2 separate regions of the Dromaius novaehollandiae genome follow, and region 1 is linked to region 2. Evidence: chromatin contacts called from public Hi-C data. All regions are on one chromosome and are shown on one strand. Each heading gives the region's core, a stretch centred on a gene start, on an enhancer-like site or on the middle of the called end of the contact. The rest is flanking DNA. Distances are from core to core; before and after follow the strand shown.

Region 1 (5,367 bases), core at 2,486-4,985, 160 kb before region 2:
CAAATCCATGCTGCACATTGTTATTGAATATTCCGCATAGAATTCCTGATGGCTCTGCAGGCAAAAACAAGCACAAATTTGCAGGATTTTTTTTTCTTTTTTTTAAGCAAGGAGATTCCTTATAGGGAGGAGCCTATAAAATCCAAATTCTATTTAATGACATGAAAGAATGCATGCATTCAAATTCTTACTGATGGACATTGCCTAAAAGCATTAACCTCAGTGAGTCATCATAGTTCTTCCTATCTTACTTCCCAGTCTATAAAATAAGAATATGGATAATTAAAAGGGCTGTGGTGATAATTTAGTTAACATCTACAGAGAAGGAAATGTCAGTGCCAAATAGTATTGCTGTCAGCACAGTAACAGCAGAGGTGAGTTTATATGCCAATAGTTCAGTAAAGCAGAATCCATCTGTCCAAAGTCCATCTTAAAGGTATAGCTCAACTTCATAAGGGGTGAGCTTTTCAGTGAACTGTGGTGACTCAGCTTTCTGAATTTCAGATTTCATTTAATTTGTTTCTCCTACAGCATTATCTATGATCTGCCTCACTGTATTCGTGGTGCAGATCATTGTTCTTTTCTCATGCAGCTTCTACCTAGGCTTTGCTTTCTTCCTGTCAGTGGGGTTAGTCCTGAGTCATGTGGTTGAAGACTAGCAGAGACTTTTGCCTATCCATTTTTATTTTGAGTCTTTAACAGATCTAACTGCAGAGCAGCTGAGAGAGATGAAGTGCGAACTTGACATATAAGATTAAAATATTCCACTTCCTGTTTCCACTGCATTACTAATATAATTCTGATTACTCCAGTGACGATCTTCAGTGGTTGTCACCCTTTGTTTTATGCCAGTAAATCAAGCAATGCTGTGCCACAGCTTAACCATGTGCCACTTTTCATATTACTTCCCAGTGTAACCAGTGCCATCTCTTGTCTCACTCCCCATTTTCTAAGAGGGTAAAGCAGCAGCTCGTTCATGGGGTCCCTTTCTCCACGCAGCACAGAGAGGGAAAACAGGAGGGAGTGTTAGGGTGCTCGGCAGCCATGCGGCTGCGAAGGCAAACCAGACACTTGCAGAGAGCAGGGAAGGGGCAAAGGCCTTGCCATGAATATGGGCAGGGAGGAAGGAAAGCGAAGCGTGGTCGTGCTCTTGGCAGGAGCCAGGAGCAGCGGCTTCACCCAAAGGCAAGATGCCACCGGTTGCCAGCGTCATCCTTCTGCCCGAGACGGCAGCTGCTGGCGGCCCTGGCACCCTGCGAGACGGCGGCTCGGCCTGGACCCACACAGCACCTCTGCTGAGCGCTGCCCAGGCCCACGGGGATGGCAGGGAAAGGCAGCGAAGCGCCTCGGGATGGTCTGAAAGGTTCCTTTGTTTTTCCTTTATTGCTGTACCACAAGGGCTGTGTTTACTGAGAGGTCGCTAGCCTGAGCTATCACGAGGAGTTTTTGCCTGCTCAACTATGAATTAATAGTGACAAAGCTATTTCACCTCATATCCTGTAATATCCTAGAAAGACGTTAGCTCCATGCTGGACTGGGGCTTCAGGAAAAAAAACAGCAAGCAATAAAGAAGAGGTTGTATCAGCTTAGATGTTAAAAGCCCGATGGAGATAAACCAATATTACAAAGCTGTGTACAAGACACGGCCAACCATGTCTTGCAAGAGCTGAGGTAGTTCTCAGGAGCTGGTACTTTAAATATAGTATTTTGAGACATATTATTGCTATAGCAACTACTTGGCTAGAGGTTCAACAGCAAGGACAAAAGATTCTTTTCTTTTTCTGTTGTTTCTTTTTTTGCTTTTTTTTTGTATTTTCCTGGTAAAGTCAAAATCTGTTAAGGATGAAATATTGAGATGGTGGCAGATTGTGTAGAAGCAATTTCAGCCAGATACTATACTAGTGTCCAATCACATATAAATATATGCATAAACATCATGGTTAATTTTCATTAAATATGAAACTGAAGTAAATAAGTCAGGGATGCAGCTCATACCTTATCACCGCTTTTGGTATTGCTCTTTAGATCACCTAGTTGTGGCACATTGCCTTTCAGATGAGAAACTGAATTTCATTTGTCATAAGCAATGACTTTCATGAACTTTTTCCAAGAACTAGTGGTAGTCAAATCTGTACTTGAGTAACTGTGTCCTTATCCTCTTTGGCAATTTAGTGCTCACAAGCTTTCTCCCTTCTAACAATTATTTTGTGAAGAAAAGGCTCTTTTTCCCAGCCCACATGAAAAAACACACCTAGGAGCATTCTTATTTCAAATTTCTAGCACTGTAGTGTGGAGCCCAATTGTGTCTAGATCCCAGCCCTGTTTCAGGGATCCATTAACCTACTGGAAAAATTGTCCCCTCGGTTTACTTGTTCTGGTAGAGCAATGGGTACCATTGTAGATACCATGGCAAGTAGTAAAGCCAGAGCACCACAATCTAAAGGAGAGGTCTGTACCTAGTCTTCTCTTTCACCCAAATTTAATTACATGCGGCATTGTCAGATTGAGACACTGTGAGGAACATGCAGCTCATCCTGTTAACCCAGTCTGCGCAGAATCACCTTGGCTCACAGACTTAGAAAGGGGGTGAAGTGGTGAGACCGAGGAGGCAAGGCTGATGGAGCGTGTCTTCTGAGGAAGTTGCAAGATTAGTGGCTCCACTTCAGTGGGCACAAAAGAAGGCTGGGATGCAAAAGAAAGGGAAAAAGCATCTTCCCCCTCATATTCCCTTGAACAGACTAACTGCAGGTGCCAGATGGAAAACTCAATCAAATCAGTAGAGCACATACACGCGGGTCACCCTCATGACTCTGCAGCTCCTACAGTCCCTCTCAGTTCAGCTTTCCTCCATCGATCCAGACACGCAACAGACGATAACCAGGTGTGAGAAGGTGCAACTAAAAGCCTCAGGACACAGCTCTTTCCCGCTGTTGCTGCCTGTTTAATAACTTTTCCTCTCCTTCCCCTGATACCTCAGTGTCCCTACAGGTTAGTTAGGGTCTCAAGGTCTCCCATACGAGGTCTCCAAGCTCTCGCAAAGTGGGCTGGCCTATGGCAACCTGTCTTCTGAGGTATCTTTTTACCTTAGGCGACCCAAGGACTCCTGAATGAGGTAAAAAGCCTTGCTTCTTAGAGGGCAAGAACTCTAACAGTGCAAAATATCTATGAAGCAATTTCTGAGATTAATCTTACACTCAGAACAAGAGAGAATAAACATATGGCTTTATCCATCTTTTCCTTGCTCTTCCTCATGGAGTGCAGCACCATAAATAATTTTCTGCTCTGTCTCAGAATGCAGTGCAGCAGGTGAATGCAGAAAAGAGGAGCCCTGCTGATACATTCATGTCAACCCCATGCAGGCAGAAGCGAGCTCTCCATCCTGGCCTGCAGAGAGCGTGCACAAATGCCTGGCCTTCAAGCAGTGAACCTGCATACAGGTTCTGTGTAGCACAAGCAAGTTCAGAAAAATCTTTGTATGAGAATATGGTACAGAAGAGCAATCCTGCATTTGTTATCCCTTACATTTTTATTTGTTCTCATGCATTTGTTGCAGAATTAGTGCCAGAAATGTGTGAGAGGTCATATGCAGTTTTCTGGACCTCTCTTTTGACATGACTGATTCAAATCTTCCTGCCTATCTGCATGGCCATTGGTGCACAATAGCAGTGTCTCAACCCAGTCCATGTGTTGCTGTGGGAACACATAATACAACAAAAGTAGTAAAATACTGCAGCGTATTCCAAAGCCATTCCTGGTGACTCAGCATTTAAGGCTGAAATCTGCAGCTGCTGTAACTCCCCATGTTCTGTATGAGTAGCACATTTCATCGCTAAATGTAGCATTCACACTTTGAGGATGATTTAGTTTTGTGGAACACCAGAGAGAAATTTAAGCATTTAGTGGTTTAAAGTTAACTCCTTTTGGAAAGGGAAAATTCAGTCCTAAAGTTTTTTTTTTGGGGGGGTGGGGGGGGGGGGGAATCTCTACTACACCAGTAGATTCCTTGCTACTTCACCAGGAGATTCAAAATTTGACTTTAGATAAGCCTGACATAAATAGTTTCAAAAAGATGTAGAAATATTTATTAGCAATGACCACCATAACTCTATCTTAACCAAGGGAAGTAAACAGAGATAACTTAACTTGGGGAAAAAACAAAAACAAACAAAAAAACCCCCAGCAAATTCTGGCTGTCTCACTGTTATTTACACTCATGATTTCATCAGAAATTTTTCATATGAAAAATTTCAATTTCGTTTGAAAGTCACAGGTTCTGTATCTGGAGGTTCTCAGGTATTTTCCCTTTCCTTTTCTTGTTTCCTTGGGGTTTTTTTGTGTGTGTATGTCTATCAATGCACGAAGAATCTTGAGAACATGAATATTAAATGCTTAAATGTAGGAGGGGAAAAGAGAACCCAAAATAAGTGACGTTTTAAATGTCATTATTTCTAATAAAATCTCAACACTATGGTGAACCTGATTTGCTAGGCATTTTATAAAGATTTTAAAGCAGCTGCTTTTTATAAGGTCTGAGCCAGCTTTGTGGTTGCAGAAGGAGAGAGTAGTAATCTCTGCTTGGACACATACTATCTTCTGGAGAATGCCTGCTTTCCTATCACCTCTGCAAATTCATTTTTGCTTAAATGCTTACTTTGTTCTTGCAAAGCATTATGTAGCACTTTAACTCAGAGAAATGTAGCAAAAAATTACATAAAGACTATTGTCTTTCCTATTGTATTTGCAACAAAGATTGAAACGAGTGAACTGAGACACTATCCTCACTAGGTGGCGATTTTGCTCTGTTTAGCCAGGATTTAGAGAATGAGATGTGATCAGAAAAGCACAAAAATTTTGTCTTAAAGATGTGGTTTTTGCAGAAGAAAAGAGAGCTGGCTGCTGTGCCCTGAGTTTCTCCGAGGACCGGGTGAACTGTCATGATCCTTCCAGACTCCGCCTCAAGCTGCTGCAAGCTCTAAGGCTGTGGATCGTCAGACCTGGAGACTGAAAGAAAGGAAAAATCAAAATGCCCAACACTGACGGTCACAAGCTTTCTTCCAGCCTAGAGTTATTATCAGCTGGTTTATACTTACTTTACTTTGCAACACTTTTTTGTTTAATTATGTCTCCCTCCTCCCTTGTATTTATTCGTCCTGAGATGGGTCAGCTCCTCTCCTCAGGCATTTATAGCGGATAAGTTCCCAAGGTTACAGCTCTCTTACTGTCAGTCTCGAAGTACATCAGAACATGTTTTGTATTGCTGAATGACCACCCTAGGCAGATTCATGTTTTACCCATTCTCCTTTCTTTGCAGACACACTTCCCTGAAATATAGTGAACCACTTTCATCTCTATCATTTCTCAACAATC
Region 2 (4,672 bases), core at 1,087-3,586:
ACCAAGAATTCGGGAATCTGAAATTCAGAATTGGGACAATGAAACAAAAAAAGTATTAAAAAAGTATAAAATTATTACTATGAACAGCTCATAAACAGAAGAGTATTTTCTATAGAATGATCTTGCTGTAGCCAATACAGAAAGCTGTAATTATTTCTTGGGATACCATGGAGGTGTGAATCTCATGCACTTACATTCTCTGTAGTATCTTCAGGTATCTGAAATGGAAACTATATTTAGACAATTTCTAGCTCCACAATCTAATGGTTTAAACATTTGGATTATTTCAAAAAAGTTTAAAACAGACATTTAAACACAAGAACTAAGGTAATTAATTTCCTGGGACCTTCTCCCCAAATTTGCAGTTTCACATGCAGTCAAGAATCTGCTTTACAGAAGAGAAAATGAGAACTGTTGGATTTGGGGCTTTCTGGATTTATACGTTCTGCATGGAGGAGTCAACAGAAGAGACACTCTCTCTGATATCACTGACCTCCCGTCCAAAAGAAACATAAGAGAAAAAGACAATATGCTATCAAAGGGCTTGGCTTTGGCAAAAAAGATAAGTTATTTATGACATTGTGGTTCATAGGAGTTGAAATACCATGGTAATAGGCGCTTTATAAAAACTAGCAATATTAGACTGTTGAAATGATTGATATAATGTGGAGGCCAAGAACGAAGGTCATTTCCAAGGAGTACTAGACATTTATATAATTAATAGGAGCATCAAAAATTATAAAAGGAACTGAAAAAGCTTTGAAAGCAAGTCATAGGCTGACCACCAAGACCTAGGAGTTAGGAAGAGACTTCAGCTATCGACAAAATATTCAAGTTTTCTGAAGTATCTGGTAGAGTACTGTTACACACGAAGTACTGGGTTACATAAACCACAGGCTTCATCCAACATGGATATGTCTATAATCAGAAATCATTTCTAGATGGTAAAGAGGAATTATCAAGATGTAAAATGTCCATTTTGCAATTAAAATCCTTTGCCACACCTCTTCAATAACTCATGTTGAAGTGCGAGCATTTAAATGAAGCAACTTCCTACTGGCTAGCAGAAAAACCTCTTAGCAAACGCAGCATATGAGATTTTTATTAGAGTAACTTCACGATTCTCTTTGGATTAATTACTGAATGACGACTCCCTAGAAGCTACTTCTTACATCTCAGAAGGGTTAAACATGTGTTAGCTCAGTTTCATGGGTAACAAATACACTAGTTTTCTACAACGGACTCAGAGAGCTCTAATTTCACCACTAATGTGAGAGGTCACTTTCCTGGAGAGCTGAACCCTGCACAGTGCAGGTAGTTACTAACCAGAATTACAACAGCTCTTCTGAAACTTCCTCCCTCTGGCTCAGACAACACTTAGCCTCTTCTGAGGTGTCTGGATACGTAGGTGAACAGAGTAACCTGGCTGATCGCTGAGTAAAAATGTCACTCTAAATGTATACACCAAGAATTTTCTTGCAAAAATGTTCAGAGATTTCACATTAAAGCAAAAAAAAAAAGTCTACCTGACAAAAAGTAAATGCAAAGCTATCACTTCTTCAAAAGGTTAAGAACAAATTCATCAGCATTAATAGTCATCAGTGATATGATCAAATGCTACTTTTCAGAAGTTTACATTTTTAAAGTGCTGCTTATTTTGAAAGACCCCGTGAGTGAATTTCTTCAGTGTAACGTACTGAGACTGGGCTAAGCTCACTCTCTGGGAGAGCCTACTTGCCATTCACTCCTCTGAACAAGGAGTAATTTGACTTAAATCACTCCTTTACCCTTTGGCTTCCAAGTCACATTACAAGGAAAAAGCCTCAACATTACACCTTCCACTAATGAAGAAAAACTTCTGCTAAACCGTAACCTATCACTTAAGAAGACATCTGGTCACCTGCAATCCAGCTTTACCCGGTTCATGTAACAGGACTCACAGCAACACATTTGGAAAAGCGCTTTTCAGATTTTTAAGCCTGTAGCAGGGGCATCTAGAAGGCCGGGGGTGGCCGCCAGGCCAGGTCCCGGGTGCCAGGTCCCAGGCCCCAGCTCCAATCTCCAGGCCCCAGGCCCCAGGCTCAGGCCAGCCAGGCTGCGGAGGCGCGGGCTTGGCGCTCAGGGCCGCAGGCCTCCCCACGGGACCGGGGGCGGCATTTCTGAGCCCCCGCCCGCGGTGAGAGCCGCGCGGGGGAAAATCCCCCCGCCGCCCGCGGCCTGCCCCTCCGCCGCCCGCCGCGCTCCCGTGGCCATGGCAACGTCGGCGGCGGCCCGGCCCGGCGCCCCGCCCCGCCCCGCCCCGCCCCGCCGCCGCCGCCGCCGCCGCCGCCGCCTCCGCGGCCGGGCCAATCCGCCGCGGCAGAGCCAAGCGCCGGCCCGCGCTGCCGCCGCGGGCCCGGCCGGCAGCATGGGGGTGAGGATGGAGAGCGGCGGCAGGCGGAGCCGAGGTGCGGGCCGGGGGCTCGGTCGCGGCGGGCGGCGCGGGGCGCGCTCCAGCCCCGGCCCTCCCGGGGCGGCGGCGCGGCCTGCGGGGCGGGCGGCACCTCCTTCCGGCCTCGCGGCGGCTGCTCCCGGGGGCGGTGCCGGGCCCCGCCAGGCCGGAGCGGAGCGGAGCGGAGCGGCGCCGCGCCGCCCGGGAAGCGCAGCTCGTGGCCCCGGGGGGCCGGGCCCCCGGCCGCGCTGGTGCCGGCTCCCTGCGCGGCCCCGAGCCGCCGCGCTGGCGACATCGTGGTACATGTGCGTGTGCGTTGTGGCGGCCTTTGCTGCTGCGGCCGTGACTCGTCTGTGGGAGCCGCTTTATTTTATTTCACGGCCTAGGTGTCTGTGCCTTTCGGGGTCAACTTCTTACTTCCCCAGAGCTGGTGTTTGTGGGCCGTGATGGATTTTATCTTGTGCGTAGGGCATCGTTTAGGCGTTGTTTGGATGCGGATTTCAGTTTGTTGTTTTAGTAGGGTTTTAATCCAGTTGTAGCTGAAAAATAAAAGACTAAAGCATCAAAGCTTCCATAAAATGATTCCTTACCTAATTTAATCTGCTGCGGCCTGCTGTTGTGCTCTGTTCCTGTGAATAATCTTAGTGGCATTTGGCATAAAAAAAGCAGGTGTAAACATATGAAAATGTTTGCAGGATCCGGCTCTAGCTCTTGGAAAATGTCGAAAATATTTTTAGATTTGAACTTGATGGTGACATGTATAATAAATAACAAAGATAGAAATTTATCCTGTAAATGTTGAATAAGAAGAGTATTGCTGCTTCACGTAATGTCTAAATCATACATAGCTCTGTTAGGTCAGGCCTTCTGAGACCGCGTTACACTTTCATGGTGCATCTCAGTGGTGGCGGTTCAGGTCTTTGGAGACAATGGCAGATGTCGCTCCAAAAGATGTTCAATATCAAAATGGAGTTTTGACACAAATTCTAATACCACATAGAAATTTGAATTTCAGAGCAAAGCCTAGTATCTTGTGCAATCAAGTTTTATGCTTTTACAGTCTCCATGGAAGATGTCCTCTTACTCAGTATAAAGACAATTTTATTAAGGGTTTATCCTTTTTCTGACAAATTATATTCTTGATTCTCAAAATATTTACTTTAATGGAGAATTTAAAAGGGTGCTGATTATCAGTTAACCGTAAAATGAGAATAAATAGGATATAAGATCTAAATTTCATTCAGGTTGCGGCAAGCTTTGCATGAGTAACTCCTGCTAAATCAAATGTAAGAATGTAAAATACTTCACAAGTTGGAAGGAATTATCTGTCTCATCTGACAGCTTCTCCGTCTACATGGGAAGTTACAGCTTGTCTGCATAGGAAGTTATCACAGAGTAAGCAGTACATACAGCCCTTTGCCTACTTTCACAGACACTCAGGAAACATCCCTGCAGACAACAGGGATTAGCACAGGTGAGGATATAGCTTCCTTAGCATGAGCTAACTTAGCAAATCCACGTGCCTGAGTGAACTTGGCAGAACAGCCAGTGGATTGCTTGCAAGCAATTTATAAAAGGCAGAACACATCACATCTGTGGTTTCTCTTAAAGATACTTGGGTCTACACACTGTCTGTCTGGAAAGCTGATACAGAATAGGTGGGATACTCTGTTTTGTGCCCTAATGTACTCCTTGCTAAGCTTCCTGTTCAGCTCGGGCCTTGTAATTGTCAAGAAAGAAACAGAATTTTGTACTTGTTTCGTATCAGGCTTTCTGTTTTGTCTGGTGAGAATACTAAGCAAAAGTAAGAAGTAAAATTTTTTCTGTATGTAGGGCTTGCATGGAAATGTTTTCAAAGTTCAATGAAGATAGCGATTTTTCACCATAAAATAGACTGACAAGGTAGTCCTTTATATTTTCTGTTAATTCCAGGTATAAAGTAAACCCCCCCCCCCCATTATTTACTCTGCTAATTTCAGGAGTCAGTTAATATAGTCACAGGTTTATAGTATGACCTTAAATAATTTGAATATTGTAATTCCAAACCAGCTTTATTGTTTAAATTCAGTTTTCTACTTTAGGCTGTTTAACTCCCACTACCAGTGATTGACACAAGTCTGAGCAGTAATAAGATCATATGGTTATTGTGAATTAACGGCACACATTTGTGTCACTTATTTTACTGCAATGGAGAAGTCATCACTCATTGCTGCATGGAAGTTGCCCTTATGTTTAGGCAGA

Evidence for each region. Hi-C and Micro-C count contacts between places; a contact is called where the count stands out from the background.
Region 1: a Hi-C map of ovary shows a contact between it and region 2, with 2.3 times the contacts expected there. The contact joins the enhancer-like site here to the promoter of SPATA7 in region 2. A contact is called at or near these places in 2 of 4 Hi-C or Micro-C datasets (brain and ovary).

Annotation. Positions count from the first base shown.
Region 1 is chr5:21,185,164-21,190,530 of bDroNov1.hap1, reverse strand. No RefSeq gene overlaps it. Among named protein-coding and RNA genes, the nearest start is that of GPR65, 12 kb to the left of the region's middle. Within about 2 kb of position 3,735, at least 1 of the 2 cell types and tissues checked has open chromatin away from gene starts, as enhancers often do.
Region 2 is chr5:21,029,129-21,033,800 of bDroNov1.hap1, reverse strand. SPATA7 (spermatogenesis associated 7) reads left to right here and starts at 2,336. Exons shown (of 13, transcript XM_064512217.1): 1 at 2,336-2,447.